Linked DNA regions of Rattus norvegicus: region 1 is linked to region 2. The links are chromatin contacts, called in public Hi-C maps. All regions are on one chromosome and are shown on one strand. Each heading gives the region's core, a stretch centred on a gene start, on an enhancer-like site or on the middle of the called end of the contact. The rest is flanking DNA. Distances are from core to core; before and after follow the strand shown.

Region 1 (5,059 bases), core at 610-3,109, 210 kb before region 2:
CTCCTCCCAGACAGCCTATTTTCTAGCTAAGAACCACACACACACACACACACACACACACACACACACACACACACACCAGGCATCTTAGAGGAACTTAGTAGGACAGAAACGCCAGCCAAGTAGGAAGGACCTCTAGGTCCGTCCCACCTCCCCATCTGAACCTGTGAAATAACCACCTCCTGTCCCAAAGCATGCCTTTGCCTCAAGGAAAAGCCACTTGGGAAGATTATGGCTTCTCAAAGAACCTTTTACTTAAATGGAAGAAGCCTTAGCAACCGGGCCTTATCCCTGAAGACATCCTTCGTTCCAGAGAAGGGACATGTTACTCTTTATCCTAGAAAATTGCTGATTTAAGAACCAGGACTAACCAGCCAAAAGGCTTGAGACAAACTTGTCAAAACCAACAACTTATAACGGTCCAGAGCAAGTGGGCATTTCAACAGGAGCCTGTAGGAGAAGGCAGGGCTCCTCTCCTCCCTCAACTGCACAACTTTTGCCTGCCGTTAAGTAACAAGTGGATTGGGAAACTTTTTCTTGAGACAGTGTTGCAGCGTACCCCTAGCTGCCATAGAACGTGCTGTAAGGTCAGGCTGCCCTTGAGTTTTAGGCCACTGCCTGCCAATGTCTCCTGAGAGCCAGAATCATACACTCGGGCCATAACCCGACTTGACTTCAGGGACGGTGCCCGCATTCTCACCCTAGGCAGGGACGGTTAGTGTTGGGCCATGTCCAAGGATACTGGGAGGCAGGACAGTCTGTACAATGATGTTCTCAGGGATAATGGGTGGGTCCCTCTCACAGATCTCACACCCAGGCTCCCTGGGGCCCTAGACTAGAATTAGTCAAGACTGTTAAGCACTCAAGCTTTTTACTCCTGGTGATCCCAGCAAAAGAAGGCGAATTTCCTGGATGACGTTGAACTGGAGTCCCACACTGAACTTTCCCCGGCAAGTCTTAAGACACTGGGTAACAGTGTCTCCTCAAAACACAGAGAATCACCCTAGGGTTCCTAGGCCAGGACCCTCGCAAAACTTGGAGCACAAAATAAATCTTTTAAAAGTTTGGGGCGCGGGGTGGAAGCTAAGATTCAGACAACTCTTGCAGAGGATACGAGTTCAGTTCCTGACTAGGTGGTTCACAGCTGTACCTCCAGTTCTGTGGACTCAACCCCTCCTGGCCTCAGCTGGCACGTCCCTCATGTGTATATACCCGCACAGAGAAACATAACTAAAACTAAAATAAATTTTAAAGATCTCCCAAACCAGCCAGGCATAGTGCTGTATGCCTTTAATCCCAGCACTTGGGAAGGAGGCAGAGGCAAGCAGATCCCTGAGTTTGAGGCCAGCCTGGTCTACAGAGCGAGTTCCAGGACAGCCAGGGCTACACGGAGCAACTCTTGTCTTCAAAAACCGAAACCAAACCAAACCAAAAAACAAAATAATAATAATAAAAAAAATTCCCCAAACCTTGAGCAGCCATCCAAGACATGGAGAAAAGACTGCCTGAGCCAACCTCAGTAGCCTTGTAGGATAATTTGAATTCTCCTTGAAAGTCTCAAGGCTCCTCCAAGGTACAGAGCTCTCAGAGCTAGAAGACAGCCCCACCCCACCCCTATTGCTTGTTTCTAGCGGAGGATCTGGAGTTGCACACTTGTCAGGGTAACAGGAGACTCCTCCGAGGGACAGTCACCACCCTTCTCGGAAAGTACCCTCTGTTTTCTCATGTACCCTTTTCTAGACACTCAGCCAAGGAGACCAGGCTCCCTGGGACACCATGGAAACTGCAGACCTCGGAGGAACACAGCCTCATGTGTCATGAGCTCAGGCTGACTGGACGCTGAAAAAATGAACTCAATCGCTTCAAATCGGCTGTTAGGGTGTTTACCCAGAGCAACTGGGACATCCCCATCTGGCTTTGCAGGGCAACAAGAGCTCATCCGAATTGTTATTCCGATGGGTCCCTGTGGAACTGAGTGAAGCAGGGAGGTCCGGAGCCGGCTGCCTGCTTGCTGAGTCAGAGCCGGGCCGGGTTCTGCACCCTGGGCCATAACTGCCCCTTTTCTCTGGAGGAGAGGACAGAAACACCTGCACAAAAGTCACAGATCACAGAGCTAGAAGAGGGCCGGCAGGATATGATAATCGCTTCTTCCCTCTTCCCTCCTCCCTTCTCCCTGCTTCTTCCTCTCTTCCTACCCCTCTTATTCCTCGTTTCCTCTACCTCTTCTTCCTCATCACCACCATCTGCACCCCCAATCCCCCCACTATCTTTATTTTTCCACACACTGAGTAGAAGTTAGGAATATCTAATTCACCTATAGATGGATAAGTATTGGTTATTCTGTCTAAGCTCCACCCCCACTGTTACCTGGCAACAGTGTGCTCCACCCCAACAGTTACCTGGCAACAGCCAAGTTTGCCTGACTCACTATAAAAGGGGCTGCTTGCCCCCTCCTCACTCTCTTCTTCTCGTCTCTGTTCTCTTCCCCTCTTCCCCTCTGTCCCTTTGTCCCTTCGCTTCCCATTCCCTTCTCCCCTTCCTTCCACGTGCTCATGGCCGGCCTTCTCCTCTCGTCTACTCTTCTCTCATTAAAACCTCTCCACATGAAACCATGTTGGCCTGTGGTGATTTGTCTGGACACGAGCCGCGATTTCTCCCCCAACAATAAGTGCAGACCAAGGGTCGATGAGGTCCATAATTATTCGGAAAGTATCATAAACCGTCATGTACCTATATAGATATAAAATCACACACCCAGAAGCACGCTTCTGAAAAAAGCCACACCTTTGCTTATCTGGATGATGAATCCTTGTGGTTTTGCCTCTCCTTTGAATTCCATGAAGAGCTGTGAGAACAAACAAACACCTTTTCATCCTCCTGGGCGCTCTGGTTGAGGTCTGGGCAGGATGCTGAGGTTTGAGATGCGTTTGAGGTTAGCATGGGAGGGAGGGAGGGACGTTACACAGTAACACTGGGGTTGTCTACAGCTTCGGGTGCAACCGGTAATCACAAAGACTGGATTCAAACCCAGCATTTACACTCTGTCAGCTAGCTACACACCCTGCCAAAGGGTCACCTTTGTCGTTCATAAAGCCAGCGATCTTTAGGAGCCCTAGGTAGCTTTGTGACTCACGCAGTGATTTTCCAGGACAGGGCAGCTCTTTACAATGTAGGGTTTGCTCATGTTGTTTTGTTTTGAAGTCAAAGCCTCACTAGGTTAGCTTGGCCTCCAATGTGCCTTGCCCTTTCTTCAGCCTCCCAGGTATAGGATACATACATTTTAAAATCAATTTCACTTTTATTATGAAGAATTAGCATCTCAATGTAATAAATTATGATCTACTCCCCCCTTTCTGCTTTAAAAAGTATGGGCAGTCCGCCGCCATATGTTTGTGCTCCACTTACGTGCCTGTTGCCCAAGAAGGCCAGAGAAGGGGCAGCAATCCCTAGACTGGAGTTAGAGATGGTTTGAAGCACCATGTGGGCACTGAGAATTGAACCCAGGTCTTCTAGAAGAGCAGCCGATGCTCTTAACTAATGAGCTGTCTCTCCAGCCCCCGATCCAGGTTTATTTTTGAGACAAGATCTTGCAATGCGCAGGCCATCTTGGTCTTAAAGTCCCAGAAAGCCACCCAGATATTTACTGTGCTCACCGCAACCAAATACTGTGCTTCCCTTGTAGTTTCTATTAAGCAGTCTACTGGGGTTATGGTGTTTGTTTGTTTGTAATAAAATCTCTGCTTTAGAAATATGGGCCAACCTCTATTAAGGGCTAGCAAATAAATCAACCATTAGCTTAGTAACACAAGCCTCAATACAGATATAATTTCTTAATCTTCTCAGCCAATAGAAGCGTTCTCATGATGAACACCAAGTCAGTTAGTCAAATTTGTGCACAATTTTTTTTTAAAGCTCCGGAAAGAACGTTAACTTCTTACCTAAGCTCTCGGTTCAGATGATTTGGACCCAGAAGACGAAGGGCCAGGGTGAAAGGTCGGTGACTGGAGATCAAAGAGCGGTAGGAAGTGGAAGGGCCTCCATTTACAAAAAGATTGGACTACGGTTTCATGGAGGTAAAGATTCACACAGGAAAGGCCTGGGAACCTGGCCCCCGCTGTGAGAATGACAAGAATGGCGCTCCGTGGTCCTAACACTGCAAGAATGGTGCCCCGGCGCCCCGTGGTTCTAATCCCCTGATGGCAACTGATAACCCCCTTTGTGTCCCAGCCAGGGCTTCCTGGCAGGAAGGAAGCCCTGGCCCCTCAGCAGGGATAAGGCCGGCCTGGGAGCAAGAGATGTGGGGGTGTCTCAGTATTACTTCCCATTCCGAGGGAGGGGCTCTGCTCCTTTTCCCAGGAGCTGGAAGTCAGAGAGGTCAAGCTGATGTGGGATTGGACCTCCTCAGGGGGTGCGCTCTCCTCCCGGACGGACGCCTGCCCTGCCAGCCTGGTGATGCTTGAGGAAGGCCCAGAGGAGGGTGAGGGTGAGGGGTGAGCTTGGAACCACCGTGAGATCAAGACCAGGGATTAGGAGATCTATGAAGAACTTTCCTGTCCCTTATTCTCGCCTTATACTCTTACTATGATGGTAAATAATTTAGCTGGTTAGTTAAGACAAAATAAATATGAGAGATTTTTTAAAAAATAAGCTTCGTTTATGACAGCAGTTGTGATCATGCGACTCAGCCGCCCAGCATGGGGTTCTTCTTGGCATTCTAAAAGCAGCCATATTTCTGCCACATGAAAACAATTGCATAGTGTGCCAGTGTGCTTTCTCTTGAACCCTCTTTAGTGCATAAGTATATATGTGTGCGTGTGTATGTGCATGTGTGTGGGGGGGTGTGCATGTGAGTATGTGTTTGAGTGTGTGCATGTGTGTGTGTGTGTGTTGGCAGAATTCAACATATCATTTTATTTACGTCTTTATTATTACATTTATTGCATGTAGGGGTGTGCACATACTGCATGCGTTTGTGCCTTTGTGTGTTATGGTGAACATGTAGGGTCAGAGGATATCTCGTGGGAGTCTCTCAATCCACAATGTCGGGTCTCAGGGTCAG
Region 2 (4,559 bases), core at 976-3,475:
GAAACTAAACGGAAAACTCAGAAAGCAACTTGTTACTGTAATAGATAAAGCTATAATACTTTCCGTTTCTGAAATATATGATACATACCGTACAAACAGGTTTAGGTGCCCGCCGGACATCAATAATATGCTGTGCGCCCCCTGCTGGCTAATGTTAAAAATAACAATGAATTTCTCAGGGCATAGGTCTTTGAAGTGCTGGGGTTCAAAACTCAGTTGATGACTTTATTGTTTTTTTTTTAATGTACAAACAGTTAAGCAAAGCTGGTGTGGGGTGGCCAGATTCCATCACAATAGGGGACGTTTAAAGCTGACAACAATGTCAAGAGTAAAAAGTGTGCCCAAGCCTCCAAACGCTAAACAATGCAGAATTAAAGCCAAAAGCAGAGAACATCAAGAAACAGAGCAACATCCTCTCGCTGAGACAATGGCATGAAATCAAGTCCTGTTTAATAGCCCTTCAGGGGGTAAGAATTATTTCCCTGCCTCCTGTGCCAACCTCAAGCTGTTTCCTAAGGAAGCCAAGCGGCCTTGATCAACAACGTCTGGTGGATTAATAAAAGTAATAAAGAATAAAGATCCAAACTAACACAAGTCAGAGTTCTATTTATAATTATTTGGACCCAGGCTTGGAGAAGCTGGATTCTGGCTCCTGCAAAGTACATACATGTATGATCACCTAAATTAATCACAGATAATCTATCTGTGTTTCAAAGGGTATATTCAACTCGAACAGGAAGCTGGGCGAGAACGGAGGGCCAAGGACTTCGCCATGACCCAAGCAGCATTGGGTTAAAAGTAACAGAAAGCTGTATATGATTTCTGGACTAGCGTCTAACATGTGATCTGTAAAATGGGCCCACTAAAATCACTTTTAACCATAGAGTTGGGGTGGTCCTTAAGTCCTGACAGGTACTAGCTGGAGTTGCTGGAGATACTGACACACAGGAGGGGATCAATACACTCCGGTTTGAGTACCTCCAAAGAACCAGCTAAGCTCTCCCTAGAATTATCCGCTACAATCTGAAAGAGGGCCATTCCCGGGATATTAAAGGATCCCGTTACGGTTTTCTGTTTTGTTTTTGTTTTGTTTTGTTTGCGTGTGGGTACTCTCCAAAGCCGCTCACTTCTTCAAAGGAAGAAGAAACTTTTAAGTCGGCTGGTTCTTCACCTCAGTGGGTCACTCGCAGGATCCCTCCCCTCGCGGCTCTCCTGTCACCGCAGGGCGCAGCACGGGGCGCAAACACCTGTGCAGCGCTCGGCGGCGCGGTCCCAGTCCGGAACATATGTGCACTCCTCCAACCGCACAGCCACCTTGGGGGACCGAGTCCTCCCAGTTCACAGCTAGCGGAGCGACCGTTTGCACGAACACCTAAAGCCTCGGTAACTGGGGCTCGTCACGCCAGCAGTCTGCACTCCTGTCGGGTACGGGAAGGTGGGACAAATGTCCCAATCAGCCCAACTCTGCAAGCGGATTCCTCTAGCAACATCCATGAGTTTCAAGTTTGTCCCAACCAAGTTCACACTCGCAGGGAGCCTCTACCATCAGCGGGAGCGCGGCGGGATTAACCCGGGCGCGTCCTCCGCTGCGTTTTCAGGACTGACTCCCCGAGCCAGGGAGTGGCCGTCAGGGACCCTGGACTGGCGTGGGCGCGCGTGTCTCGCGGCCGCGGCCTCTGCTATCCATCAGGGTCCAGCGCCCACCCACGCTGTCACGCGCCGGGAGGGCAGTGGCCTGCGGCCCCGCAGGGGACTAGGAAACCGCGGAGAGGAAGAGCGAAAGCGGGCGTGGGGAACTCCTTCCTGGAGCTGCCCACCCGGGACCGCCGCGGATCCTGGTTCCGCTCAGCGTCAACCCGGCCCGGCCAAAGCCAGGTCCCGGGCTCTGGGTCCCGGGTGACCCGAGCAACCCCGCGAAGCAGGCACCGACTCGCACCGCGCAGCGTGCACAGCCGCTCACCGGGCGCCGAGCAGCACGTACCTCGCAGGCAGCGTGTCCAGGACCGGTCGTCCGCCGCGAGGTGGAGGAGTTACTAGCCGAAGCGAGTCCCCGCGCCCAGCGCGCGCAGGCGGCCGCGAGCTCAGCAGCCGCAGTGCAACTGCGCCATCCGGACCCCGCCGGGGACTTTCACCTCCTGCCGGGAGCTCGCGGAATCGCGCAGCGAAAGTGGCCTGGAAGGACAGCAGCCCGCTTTCTCCTCTCCCCACTGTCTCTCACTGCCAGGGAGGAGGAAAGTGGCGCTCGGCGTCCCCGAAAGCCTGGATCACCCCCATCGGGCCCGTGCGGCGCCCTAGCTCGGCCGCGCACACGCGCGGGCGGGGTCGGGCGCGCAGCCACAGCAATCAGCGCGAGGGGGGAAGGGCACTGCGGGCCTTGGGGGCTCGGCCGCCTAGAAACTCCTCCTCCTGCCCCTCCTCTCCTCCTCCTCCACTGCTGATGGATGAGCCGAGAGAGCTTGCTCCAGCCTGCGCTTCCCTTCGGGCAGAGAAGGCTGGGGCTGGAAGGAGAGAAAGGAAGTCAGGGAGCGGCCCGGGATGGGGTAACAGCTGGGGATCCCTGGCCTGGGAGAAGTGTGGGGTACCCGGGATGTGGCGATCACTGAGGGGACTCGCTGCCTCTCTCTGGATCCTTCAAACTACCAGGGTCTTAAGAGAAGATAGGGACCGTGGTTGTCGATATCAAAATTCTTTTTTAAAATATCTCAGAGAAGCCCACTCCTACATCGCAGCCCCGTGCACATACATTCATTCTGCCCCAGTTTGGGTTTTCTCCCGGTTCTGGTTATCATGCTCTTTCTCTGTACAGCCTGGCACAGAGTGCCTTCTCTAGCTATTGTGCTACCTGAATTCCAACCCTGCAGTCTCCCCATGGCCCTGAGTGTGAAGGACAGGCGAGCACGCAGGGTCCCGCCTGCACGCATGTGCCGGCGACATGCACCTTGCAAGGCTTGAACGCCACTACTTCAATCACCAACACAACTCTGATGCTCTGTTTACACTTCGCTTTCTGTTGAAAGGTGAATTGCCCATTGGGGCCATAGTTCAGTAGTAATGTTATGTGCCCAACATACACAGAGCCCTGAGTTTGATCCCCAGCCCCCCATACAACCAAGTATGGCAGGAGGATCAAAAGTTCAAAAACAGCCTTGACCAGAGTGAGGTCAGAAGACAACTTTCTCCCTTTCCACCACGTAGGGCCCAGGAATCCAACTTAGGTGCAGTTCTTCAGGCTTGGCAGCAAGCACCTTGACCCACAGAATTCTGTCACCAGCTACTTCACCGGAAACTCTACCAGTGACACAGCAGATGAAGTGACAGAAGTGACTGGTTCAAAGACAGGTTTCCAGTCTTGACAGTTGTTGGATAATCAGGGAACCTTTGCACAAATGAGGGACCCAGTTAGACTTCTGTAATTTTAATTTTTAAAGTCTATTTTTTAATGATGGTTCTTAGACACCTTAACCTCCCTTCTAGCCCATCACCCACCAGAGAGGTAGGAAAAAGGAAAGGGTAACAGGGGAGTGGACCTGTTTAGAAATGGTCCTTTGGAGCAACTCCCAGCTGTATTGTCTGGAAATCGGCCGTTCAGTTCACAGGTTCGAAGAGACAGCTCCATCCACCCACAAACACTTCACGACATATGGGCAGCCAGTTCAGTAGAGTCGGGACAGTAAACAGGAATCAGCAGCAGTGGCACTGCCTAGCAGAAACAGCCAGGCCTCAGCCTCAGCAGCAGGAGAGACCAACAGGAGAAGTTCTCGGCTACGCCTCTCTCTCTAGGAAGTGAATCTCAGCAAAGACTCCAGACCAACCAGTGTTACACAGCTGGCTCCATAAACAAACCTAGCTCAGCCACACACACACACACACACACACACACACACACACACACACACACCTGTCACTGGCCACCGAGTTCTATTCATACTCTCTCCAAACAGCACATGTCCTCCATGGGTCTTGCCTCAGCCAGGTGAGTCTGTCTCAGCTGACACCACTGTCAGTCAGCCCGAGTCCATGAAAGCCACAAGAAACTGCGACACACCACAAGTTTCTTGGTGTGTTTCTCGTTGGAGTCCTGACAGATGGAGCTCAACTATGCAATGTAAGGCGGACCAATACATGCATCTTTAGCGAAGAATCCTTCAGTACATGCCCCTTTACCTGCGTGCTTTAGCAGAATATCCTTTCACCTGTCTGCTTCAGTGAAACATTCCTTTCCCTGCCTTAACCTTACACCTGTGTCTGCCTCAGGAAAACACTTCTTCCTGTGTTTGCCCCAGCAAAGCACCATCTAACACAACTGACTTTCCAAAGAAAGGACTCTAATGTTTCTAACTTAGATGTCCTCTAAAAGTGCTAGGCTTTTAACATGGAGAATTGAGTGGTAGGGTTTGGGGGTTTGGGTGTTGGTGTTGTTTTGTTTTGTTTTCCCTTTGTAATTCAGGGTGGTGACACACACCCTTGAACTCTCAATCCTCCTGCTTCTGCTTCCTACTTCCAAGTTCAAGGATTACAGGCGTGGGCCAGCCAACATACCCAATTGAGAAGGCTTCTCA

What was found. Hi-C and Micro-C count contacts between places; a contact is called where the count stands out from the background.
Region 1: a Hi-C map of Schwann cells shows a contact between it and region 2, with 2.8 times the contacts expected there. The contact joins the enhancer-like site here to the promoter of Tgfbr3 in region 2. A contact is called at or near these places in 2 of 12 Hi-C or Micro-C datasets (Schwann cells and kidney).

Annotation. Positions count from the first base shown.
Region 1 is chr14:2,836,946-2,842,004 of GRCr8, reverse strand. No RefSeq gene overlaps it. Among named protein-coding and RNA genes, the nearest start is that of Cdc7, 130 kb to the left of the region's middle. Within about 2 kb of position 1,859, at least 11 of the 93 cell types and tissues checked have an H3K27ac peak or open chromatin away from gene starts, as enhancers often do. A contact at or near this core is called in Schwann cells, where this site is marked.
Region 2 is chr14:2,631,960-2,636,518 of GRCr8, reverse strand. It overlaps Tgfbr3 (transforming growth factor beta receptor 3), which reads right to left and starts at 2,225. Exons shown (of 17, transcript NM_017256.1): 1 at 1,982-2,225.